2 separate regions of the Macaca mulatta genome follow, and region 2 is linked to region 1. A link is a contact called in public Hi-C data. All regions are on one chromosome and are shown on one strand. Each heading gives the region's core, a stretch centred on a gene start, on an enhancer-like site or on the middle of the called end of the contact. The rest is flanking DNA. Distances are from core to core; before and after follow the strand shown. Region 1 holds the start of RAD9A (RAD9 checkpoint clamp component A). Region 2 holds the start of POLD4 (DNA polymerase delta 4, accessory subunit).

Region 1 (4,651 bases), core at 801-3,300:
GTGCTAAGATCCCCAGGTGGAAGAGGAAGTGGGGGGTTCAGGGAGCCCACACGGTTGGCATGGCTGTGCAGGTGATCAAGGGGAGGCAACAGGTGCAGAAATGGGTAGGGACGGCTCCTGCAGGTTCAGGGCAGAGTTTGGATTTTATGGCAACCACTTGGAGTGTGCAAACACAGGAGAGGCATGACACAATGGACATTTTAGGAGGGTCACTTTGCTGCTGTATGGAGAGTGGCCTGGTGGGGGCAGGGTGGAGGCAGGAGACCATTGAGAGCTGTTACAGTCATCCAGGTGAGAGGATGGTGACCTAGGCCCTGGAGATGGAAGAGGAGGGCAAAGCTGCCACCTGTTAAGTTACCACCTGTTTGGGAGGCAGAGTGGTCAGGACTTAACTGAAAGATTGTGTAGGGGTGAGGGCGAGCATGAGGTCAAGGATGACTCCCAGCATACTGAGCCGGATGCCCAGGGACAGGGGGCACTATTTCTATGGATCCCCTGGGAAGGGGAAGGGAAGAGTTACCTCCTCCCCCAGGACTCCACGGAAAGGGCCAGGGCTGGAGACCAGGGGAGCGGAAAGAGAGGGAGAAACAAAGTGTATGCATGTATCCAAATGTCAGCTGTACTCTCTCTATGTGTACAATTATTATGTATCAATTCAACTCATTTGAAAGTGGGTCTGGAGAGCAAGGGGTGCAGAGACAAATAAATCTTCTCCACTACCACAGGATCTGAGGGGCAAGGCACAGACAGGCCCTACGGGAACACAGGGATGCCCTGGGCCCTTCAAAGAACCACCAGAGCCTTGGTACTGTGGGGAGAATAGGGGTCAGTGAGTTTCTCTAGGACTCCCTTACATTTTACTCACCTGGACCTGGAGGCCCAGGAGAAGGGGAAGACCTTCCAGCTGATGCATCCCCACCTGGCACACAGTCTGGTTTTTTTTTTTTTGAGATGGAGTCTCGCTCTGTCGCCAGGCTGGAGTGCAGTGGCACGATCTCGGCTTACTGCAACCTCCACCTCCCGGGTTCAAGCAATTCTCCTGCCTCAGCCTCCAGAGTAGCTGGGACTACAGATGCTCGCCAACACGCCCGGCTAATTTTTGTACTTTTAGTAGAGAAGGGGTTTCACAATGTTGGCCAGAATGGTCTGGATCTCTTGACCTGGTGATCCGCCCGCCTCAGCCTCCCAAAGTGGTAGGATTATAGGCATAAGCCACCACGCCCGGCCAGTCTGAGGTCTTTTAAAAACACAGGCCCGGGCTGGGCGTGGTGGCCCATGCCTGTAATCCCAGCACTTTGGGAGGCCAAGGCGGGCAGATCACTTGAGGTCAGGAGTTCAAGACCAGCCTGGCCAACATGGCGAAACCCGTCTCTACTAAAAGTACACAAATTAGCTAGGCCTTGTGGCAGGCGCCTGTAATCCCAGCTACTTGGGAGGCTGAGGCAAGAGAATCGCTTGAACCTGGGAGGCGTGATCGTGCCACTGTACTCCAGCCTGGGCGACAGAACGAGACTCTATCTCAAAACAAACAAAAAAACCCCCCACACAAAAAAAGACCAAAAAAAAAAAAAAAAACCCAAAAAAAACCAGGCCGGATGCAGCGGCTCACGCCACTTTGAGAGGCCAAGGCGGAAAGATATCTTGAACCCTAGAGTTGAGACGGGCCTGAGCAACATGGCAAGACTCCGTCTCTACAAAAAAAAAAAAAAAAAGCCGGGCGTGGTGGGTGTGCCTGTGGTCCCAGATACTCAGGAGACTGAGGTGGGAGGATACCTTGAGCCCAGGAGTTCCAGGCGACAGTGAGCCGTGTTCGCGCCACTGCACTCCAGCCTGGGTGACAGAGCAAGAATATGTCTCGGGGAAAAAAAAAAAAAAAAAAAAAGGCACATAACCACGATCTACCCTCGTAAAACATTTCTAGAGCGTCCCAGCGGTGCCCCTCATCATCTGGCGGCCCCTAAGCCTCTCTGAGACTCACAGACCTACTCCCCTCTCCAGGGGGCGGAGCCCACACCGCTGAGCATTTACTCTTGTTCCTCCCTCTGCCAGGAGCACCGTTCTACCCCTTTCTGCCTGGAGAAGCTGCCGTTTTTCCTTCAAGGATCCTCGAAGCCAGAAGGAGCAGCCACCTCCCACTCCCAGCTGCTGCAAGCAAGCTGCTTTGACCTCTTTCTAGAGTTGGGGATTGCTGCTGGAGTTCGAGTCTCCGGCCCAGAGTGGGTGCGATGGTCTTGCTTGCACCGTGTATCCTCCGACAGACGCCCGGGAACTCTACTCAGTGGGTGACCCCAGAGAGCTCGCACCCACATTCGGACTCCGAGTCTAGCGCTCGGTCCACTGCACAGGAACCTCGCGCCCCAGAGCTGCGTCCTCTCTGCCCTTCGCGATCCGATGCGCGGCCCGCGGGACGCCCCGATCTCCAAGGGCGCTGAAGGCCGAGGCGTGCCTGGAGAGCCAGGAGCAGCTGACGGGCGCCGCGGGCCTCCCGGGTCACGTGACACCCGGGGCAACGTGCGCCGTCACGTGACGGCGGAGCCTGTGAACGTTTTTCTCACGTGACGGAGGCGCCTGCGTGTGGACCAATGGGGAGGCGGGGGAGGGGCTGGCAGGGGCGGTGCGCGGGAAGGACCCCGGGCTCTGAGGTCGCGGAGTGTGGGGTAGTGCTGGCCGCTGGCTGGGCGCTGGGGCAGCATGAAGTGCCTGGTCACGGGCGGCAACGTGAAGGGTGAGTGCGGGTCGGCCTGGCAGCGGCGGTGCAGGAGCCGCGGAGCCGCCAGCCTAACCCCCTTCCGCTCTCCTCCCCGCAGTGCTCGGCAAGGCCGTCCACTCCCTGTCCCGCATCGGGGACGAGCTCTACCTGGAACCCTTGGAGGACGGGGTGAGGGGCTGGGGTGTGGGGGGGCGGGTGGGACTCCAGCCGGGAGCGGGTAACCCGGACTCGAGTCTCGCCCCCACTAGGCGGGATGACCGCTGGCAGATTTGTCGGCAGAGTTTCAGTTTCTCAGCCTAGCGCCTGTCATCTTCCCAGGCCGGTGTGTGAATTGCAAGCTGGCCTCCTGTGAGCTCCCAGGGGGTAACGTGCCCTTAGAGAAACTCGGGGTAGGCCTGGGTGTGCGACCGCTCCTCTGCGGCAGCAGCCCCGAGGCCGACTCTGAAGGCTTCATGTGGAAGGAGGGTTTCAGCAGGTGGTGGCAGAGCGGGAGGACGATAGAGCAAGTGTGTGAGCAGAAGCAGCCGGAGGGCTGGGTCTGTGGCTGCCCCCTGACCACGTCCCTCTCCCTGCTCTTCGTGGCCCAGCTCTCCCTCCGGACGGTGAACTCCTCCCGCTCTGCCTATGCCTGCTTTCTCTTTGCTCCGCTCTTCTTCCAGCAATACCAGGCAGCAACCCCTGGTCAGGACCTGCTGCGCTGTAAGATCCTGATGAAGGTGAGGCCCTTCCCTCAGCAGTGGCACTGCCCCATCCCAGGAATCTCCACTAGCTGTGCCTCTGCCCTGGGGTACTCAGTAGATGCTAAGTGGGGAGAGAGACACGTGCAAGTCCAATCCATGCAAAACACAGGGAGGGCCTTGGTAAAAGCATCACAGCGGGGACCTGAGAGGGTGGTGAGGCTCAAGTTCGTCAAGAAAGGTAAGCAGGTCTTTTGGCCGGGTGCGGTGGCTCACACCTGTAATCCCAGCACTTTGGGAGGCTGAGGTGGGCAGATCATGAGGTCAGGAGTTCAAGACTACCCTGGCCAACATGGTGAAACCCCGTCTCTACTAAAAATACAAAAATTAGCCGGGTGTGGTGGTGGGGGCCTATAATCCCAGTTACTTGGGAGGCTGAGGCAGGAGAATTGCTTGAACCCGGGAGGCGGAGGTTGCAGTGAGCCAAGATCGCACCACTGCACTCCAGCCTGGGTGACAGAGCGAGACTCCATCTCAAATAAAAAAAAAAGAGAAAGGTAAGCAGGTCTTTCAAGGCATTGCAAGCATAAGGAAGAGCATGAATGAGGCCTAGAAGGATGCCAGTGTCCCGTGTGATGTGGGAGCCCTTTTCCCAGAGTTACAGGCTGGGCCCATGATTGGTGTGGGCCTACACGGGACAGGAGAGCTTGTTGCAGAGATGCGGTGCTAGGCTGAGGTGTCTTATCCCATTTAGTCCTTCCTGTCTGTCTTCCGCTCACTGGCGATGCTGGAGAAGACGGTGGAAAAATGCTGCATCTCCCTGAACGGCCGGAGCAGCCGCCTGGTGGTCCAGCTGCACTGCAAGTTCGGTGAGTGGGCAGCCGGACAGCCAAGGGGTGCCTCAGCAGGGAGGTCGGCGAGGCCCACTGAGACCCTATCGCCCATCCAGGGGTGCGGAAGACTCACAACCTGTCCTTCCAGGACTGTGAGTCCCTGCAGGCCGTCTTCGACCCAGCCTCGTGCCCCCACATGCTCCGCGCCCCAGCACGGTGAGCACACCCCTGCCCTCAGCTCAGCTCCAGGTCTCTCTCTTCCTTCTTTGGGGCCTCAAGGGTTGATTTAAGAAGGTATGTCCTTCATTTCCCTACAGAGTTTCTGTGAACCTCAAAGACATCCCATGGCCCGCTATGTGCTCAGGTCCTTACCTGGCTCTTTAAAGGCAGACGGTGGCATGGAGGAGGGGCAGGCGCCTCCTTGCTCCATT
Region 2 (4,895 bases), core at 1,597-4,096, 38 kb before region 1:
TCTTGACCTCGTGATCCATCCGCCTTGGCCTCCCAAAGTGCTGGGATTACAGGCGTGAGCCACTGTGCCCAGCCTTTTTTTTTTTTTTTTTTTTTTTTTTTTTGAGGAGTCTCCCTCTGTCACCCAGGCTGGAGTGCAGTGGCACAGTATCAGCTCACTGCCAGCTCTGCCTCCCGGGTTCACACCATTCTCCTGCCTCAGCCTTCTGAGTAGCTGGAACTACAGGCGCTTGTCACCACACCCGGCTAATTTTTTGTATTTTTAGTAGAGACAGGGTTTCACCTTGTTAGCCATGATGGTCTCCATCTCTTGACCTCGTGATCCGCCCGCCTGGGCCTCCCAAAGTGCTGGAATTACAGGCGTGAGCCACCACGCCCAGCCATCAATTTCTTACCAAAGCCCCTCAGATGATGGCCATGTCTGAGCAGGTCCTGCAAGTTGAGACCCTCCCCAGCCCTGCTTTGATCAAGGTGGTCCCTGATGTGGGAAGCCAGAGGTGCTTGCTGGGAATGTATAGATATGTTTGGACTTCATGCGCCATGGACCCCAAAGGTCCTTCTCTGGCAAAGCACCCATGTTTGTGAAGTGGGCACTGCTTAGCAAGCCAGGTGGCTGGCGGGTCAGGTAGGTTTTCCCTGGCTGCTCCAGGAAGGTGAGTCGTGAGTAGTTTCCCTGTGGGCCACCAGGGGGCACCAGAGGTCGCTCAGCTCTTAGAGGACTTGATCCGTCTCTTAAGCTGTCTATGTCTTCTCCCTCTCAGGCCTAGGACTTTCTTGAAGGAAAAGAACTGTGGTGGTGGTTCTCCCATCTCCTAACTTGCTAGGGACTGCCAGTCAAAGCAGGGCCACAGTAAAGGACTGAAGGTCAGGATTCCAGGCTTAATATTCTTTATTGGTAAGCATTAGTGAACCCCTTGCCCTGGGAGCTCAGCCAGTCCTGCTCTGATTCCTAGCCATAGGTGGGACAGCATCTTTGCCTCATGGATCAACTGTCCACGTCTGGCTGTGCCTAACTTGCCACACCATGGGTCAGGGAGACAGGCAGCAGGTACTGGAAGGTGATGGCCAGGTCCTTTTCCCCAGTGACCACTCTCCATCTAGAAGCACTCTGCTTCAGCTGCACAGGCTCTTCCAGGGGGGCTCTGAGAGCCTGCTGGTTAGATGGAGGAGTTGAGCCTCTGACACCTCCAGGTTCTGCCTGCCAAGGGTTCCTCCGCAGCGGGGCTGAGCTGAGCAGGAGCAATGGGCTCTTGCTTCTGTCCTGAGATTCTTGGGTGAGGAGCAAGAGAGCCAAGGGCAGGAGGTCATACGTGGTGCCTCATAGGGGATAGAGATGCCAGAGGCTGTAGAAGATGGGGTGGGAGGGAGGGATATCCCAGAGAGAGAGAGAGAGAGAGAGAGAGAGAGAGAGAGAGAGAGGGAAAGGGTCAGTTGTTGAGTCCCTGGATCTGATTTCACCAGCTATTCTTGGCCATGCCCATAGTCCTTGGGAAACCCCTTGGTTCTAAATAGATAGTTCCTTGGTTCCTGGGTGTACCTTTGCCCCCGACTAGCTTGTGGAGGTAAGAATTATTGGCCGGGTGCGGTGGCTCATGCCTGTAATCCCAGCACTTTGGGAGGTCGAGGCGGGTGGATCACGAGGTCAGGAGATCAAGACCATCCTGGCTAACACAGTGAAACCCCATCTCTACTAAAAATACAAAAACAAAATTAGCCGGGCGTGGTGGCGGGCGCCTGTAGTCCCAGCTACTCGGGAGGCTGAGGCAGGAGAATGGCGTGAACCCGGGAGGCGGAGCTTGCAGTGAGCCAAGATCGCGCCACTACACTCCAGCCTGGGCGACAGAGCAAGACTCTGTGTCAAAAAAAAAAAGAATTATTACAGTAGCGTGTCCTCCTTCTTGCCTGTTCAGCAAGGCCCTTCAACCCTCCATCCATTTCTCCCTCAGGTCAGGACAGCAGGGTGACGGTGCCTGGAGAAGGCCCTGGCTCCCCTGAAAGCCCTCCCGGCCTGTCTCTGACCTGCACTGGAAGCGGGGGTCTCCGGGGTGGGTCTTCAGCACCTCCCACACCTCTGGGGGAGGCTCCAAGCCCATCTGCTTGGCCCGACACCAGCGCTGCAGCCGTGTGATCCCTGCCAGGGTAGGAAGAAGACTCTGGAGCCTTGTTGGGGATGGGGTAGAGTCTGAGCTGGAGAATGTGTGTGTTCAGGGGAGACAGTGCCTGAGGGTCAGAGTCACGCAAGCGCTTGGGTGACTTCAGAGACGTGTGGGTGACGGGACTGGCTGGGAGAGGCACCTCCGTGGGGCTGGGTGGGTTCTCACCGGTGCAGGGCCCGTACTGCCAGGCCAGGTCAAACTGCCTCAGCAGCTCCAGCTCCGCTTCCTCCTCGTCGCGGGGCTGGGGCTCCTCCCCTGCAATGACAGCTGCTCTTCAGTGCGAGGCTGGCCTCAGTCTCCTGCCCCTCACCTCCCAGCCTTCCTCACCACCCCTTTGCCTCTGCCACCCCGCAGCTAGACCTGGTGTCGGGAGGGGAGGACAGGCCACCTTTCCCCTTCCATCTGCCCCTCTGCCCACGTCCTCTAGGCCCCTCCGTGTCCACTCCTCCTGCCTCCCTCACACGTCAGAGACCTAGCTCGGATGCCAGCTCCCCCTTGCTGTGCCCAGCGGGCCCCTCCCTCCTCTTCACAACCGGGTAGGAATCAGTGATGAGCCGCTTCCGGCCCATGGCGGCCACCCAGGCAGGCAGAGGAAGGAGGCGACTGCGGGGAAGAGGAGAGACCGGCCAGTGGGCGCGAGAAAGACAGCTGCTGAGAGAGACAGACGGGGCCAGGCCAGCGGCAGGCAGACAAGATGACCCAGACAAACCGAGAGAGGAAGTCGCTGGGGTCCAGGGAGGGACGCCTCCCCCACCCCAACAAGGGCGCAAACAGGAAAGACTTCAGCCAATGGCAGGCCGCCTCTGTGGGGCGGGGCCCTGGCGCTAGCCAATGGTAGGCAGTGTAGGGTGAGGGGTGGGGCGGTGCCACAGCTGTGGGCTGCGGGAGGAGGGGCAGGCTGGGGCGGGGGACCTGTCAGGATGCCCCTACTTCACCACCTCCCCCGGCCCCCATTGGTCTGCTGTGGGTCCCGAGAGACTTGAAGAGAGTTATCCTCAGCCTCTCACTTCCCGTTTTCCCTTCCTAGGCAAATGTTCTTTTCAGCTTCGCTAATCCCCGTGGCCAGTTTGTAACTCCCTAGAGCCCAGCTGGAGCCTTCACTCGGTCCTTTGGCCCGCCCAGCGTTGTGGGGGCAGGTTTGGAGGTCTGAAGAGAGTTTGGTCTAATCCAGGCCCCTTCCCTGCTCCCACCCAACCCCCACCGGCCCCAGGAGACCTGGCTGGAGAAGCCCATGGGTTCTGAAACCTCCTTTCTCACAGTCTGTGCCCAAAGATGCTGCCCACTCTTAGTCCGAGTAAGTGTTTGCTGTTTTGGCTCTCCTGGGGTCCCAAGTCCTGCCTCACCCGCCCCACCAGTCAGGAAGATTCCATACTGGAAGGCAGAGCAAGGGTCTGGTTCCCCCACCACAATGGGTTTTGATCCCCAGTTCTTCATTGGCAAAATCTGCCCTCTCACAATAATGTTAATCTGAGCAGAAAATATTAACAGTAAACCTAACACTCATGTTGCACATACCATGTGCCAAGTACTGTTCTAAGCACTTTCCCACATATTAATTAAAAGAGATGTCAAAAAGTTTTTGAAAGTAGGAAGTATAGCTCAATGATTATCACTGCCGAGAGTCACAGGCATTGCAGGGCCCCAGTCGAACCACAGTCTGTCTTGGGCCCAGGAGCTCACTGTCACAAGGCAGACAGATGTACAGTTGTCAGTAAGAGGCTATAATTCCTACCAGAAGAGGAAAAGGGTGGGTCAGAGATTGGTTAGGACCACAGGGATGATTAGCATTGGAAGGCCTCCTGGAGGAGGTGGACTGCTGTAAACAATGTCTCTCAATTCTCCACCCATGACCTTTGTCCCTTGGGCTCCTGTCATCACTGACTCATCCATACTGCTGCCTCCCCCTCATCAACTTCCTGGCAGGAGGCAAAAGTACTGGCCAGTGGGAGTCTGGGAACCAGCACAGGGACCAGCCCAGCTCTAATCACCCTCCAGAGATCCCATCCGGTTCTTCCTTCCAGGGATACTGGGAGGGTGGGGCACAGACTCCTGGGCTGCCGCCTGCTCAGAAGCCTCTGCCGCCTCCTTTCCCTGCTCTGGGGTCTGGGTGCTCTGCACTGGAAGAGGGCTAAGCCACTGGTACTTGTGGGCACAAGGGAGGAAGCTGCTCTGGAGAGGAGACCACCAAAGGGGAAGTACAGGAGCAGGCCATGTCTTCAGGGTCCACGTCCTGCCTGGCTCCCCCCATCGGCGTCCTGGAGGAGGGCTGGTGGAGGAGGGAGCTTGTCAGGGCACTGCATGGAGCTGGAGGGCCCTTTCTGCTGTATTGTTTGGGCTGGGCCTATTCTAATCCCCCCATCTGCCTTGTGGACTAAGTGGGGCCCACATTCAGGGAGACAGTGTCCTTGCGGAGTTGGGGATGGAAGCAGGGAGGCCCTCTCTACCAGGGCTGGGGAGGGCCTAGGTGCTGAGTCCAGTCAGGCGCTGAGTATGCTAGGTAGGGATGGCATATAGGCTCTGGGGGATTGATTACCCCCTCCCCAGAGGGCCTCAGCAAGGGTTCCTGGGCTGTTTCTAGAGGTGTGTGGCACCCACCTCCTGAGTCCAAGCCCTGAGGGATAGGGAGCCATGGGTGGGGCAGACCCCTCCTCATTCCCAAGTCCCTCCTACCCCTGAAAGCTGATAGCCGTGGGGCCCTGCCACCGCCCAGGGAGCGTGAAATGGGGTGTGCTGCTGGGCA

The links. Hi-C and Micro-C count contacts between places; a contact is called where the count stands out from the background.
Region 2: a contact with region 1 is called in a Hi-C map of fetal cortical plate, with 2.0 times the contacts expected there. The contact joins the promoter of POLD4 here to the promoter of RAD9A in region 1. A contact is called at or near these places in 7 of 14 Hi-C or Micro-C datasets (CD4 T cells, blood, cortical neurons and 4 more).

What each region holds. Positions count from the first base shown.
Region 1 is chr14:6,991,516-6,996,166 of T2T-MMU8v2.0, reverse strand. It overlaps RAD9A (RAD9 checkpoint clamp component A), which reads left to right and starts at 2,050. Exons shown (of 10, transcript XR_013403509.1): 1 at 2,050-2,725; 2 at 3,298-3,426; 3 at 4,142-4,256; 4 at 4,337-4,436.
Region 2 is chr14:7,029,968-7,034,862 of T2T-MMU8v2.0, reverse strand. POLD4 (DNA polymerase delta 4, accessory subunit) reads right to left here and starts at 2,846. Exons shown (of 4, transcript NM_001266109.1): 1 at 2,628-2,846; 2 at 2,321-2,410; 3 at 2,019-2,130; 4 at 877-1,342. The coding sequence starts at 2,724. The coding sequence ends at 1,318.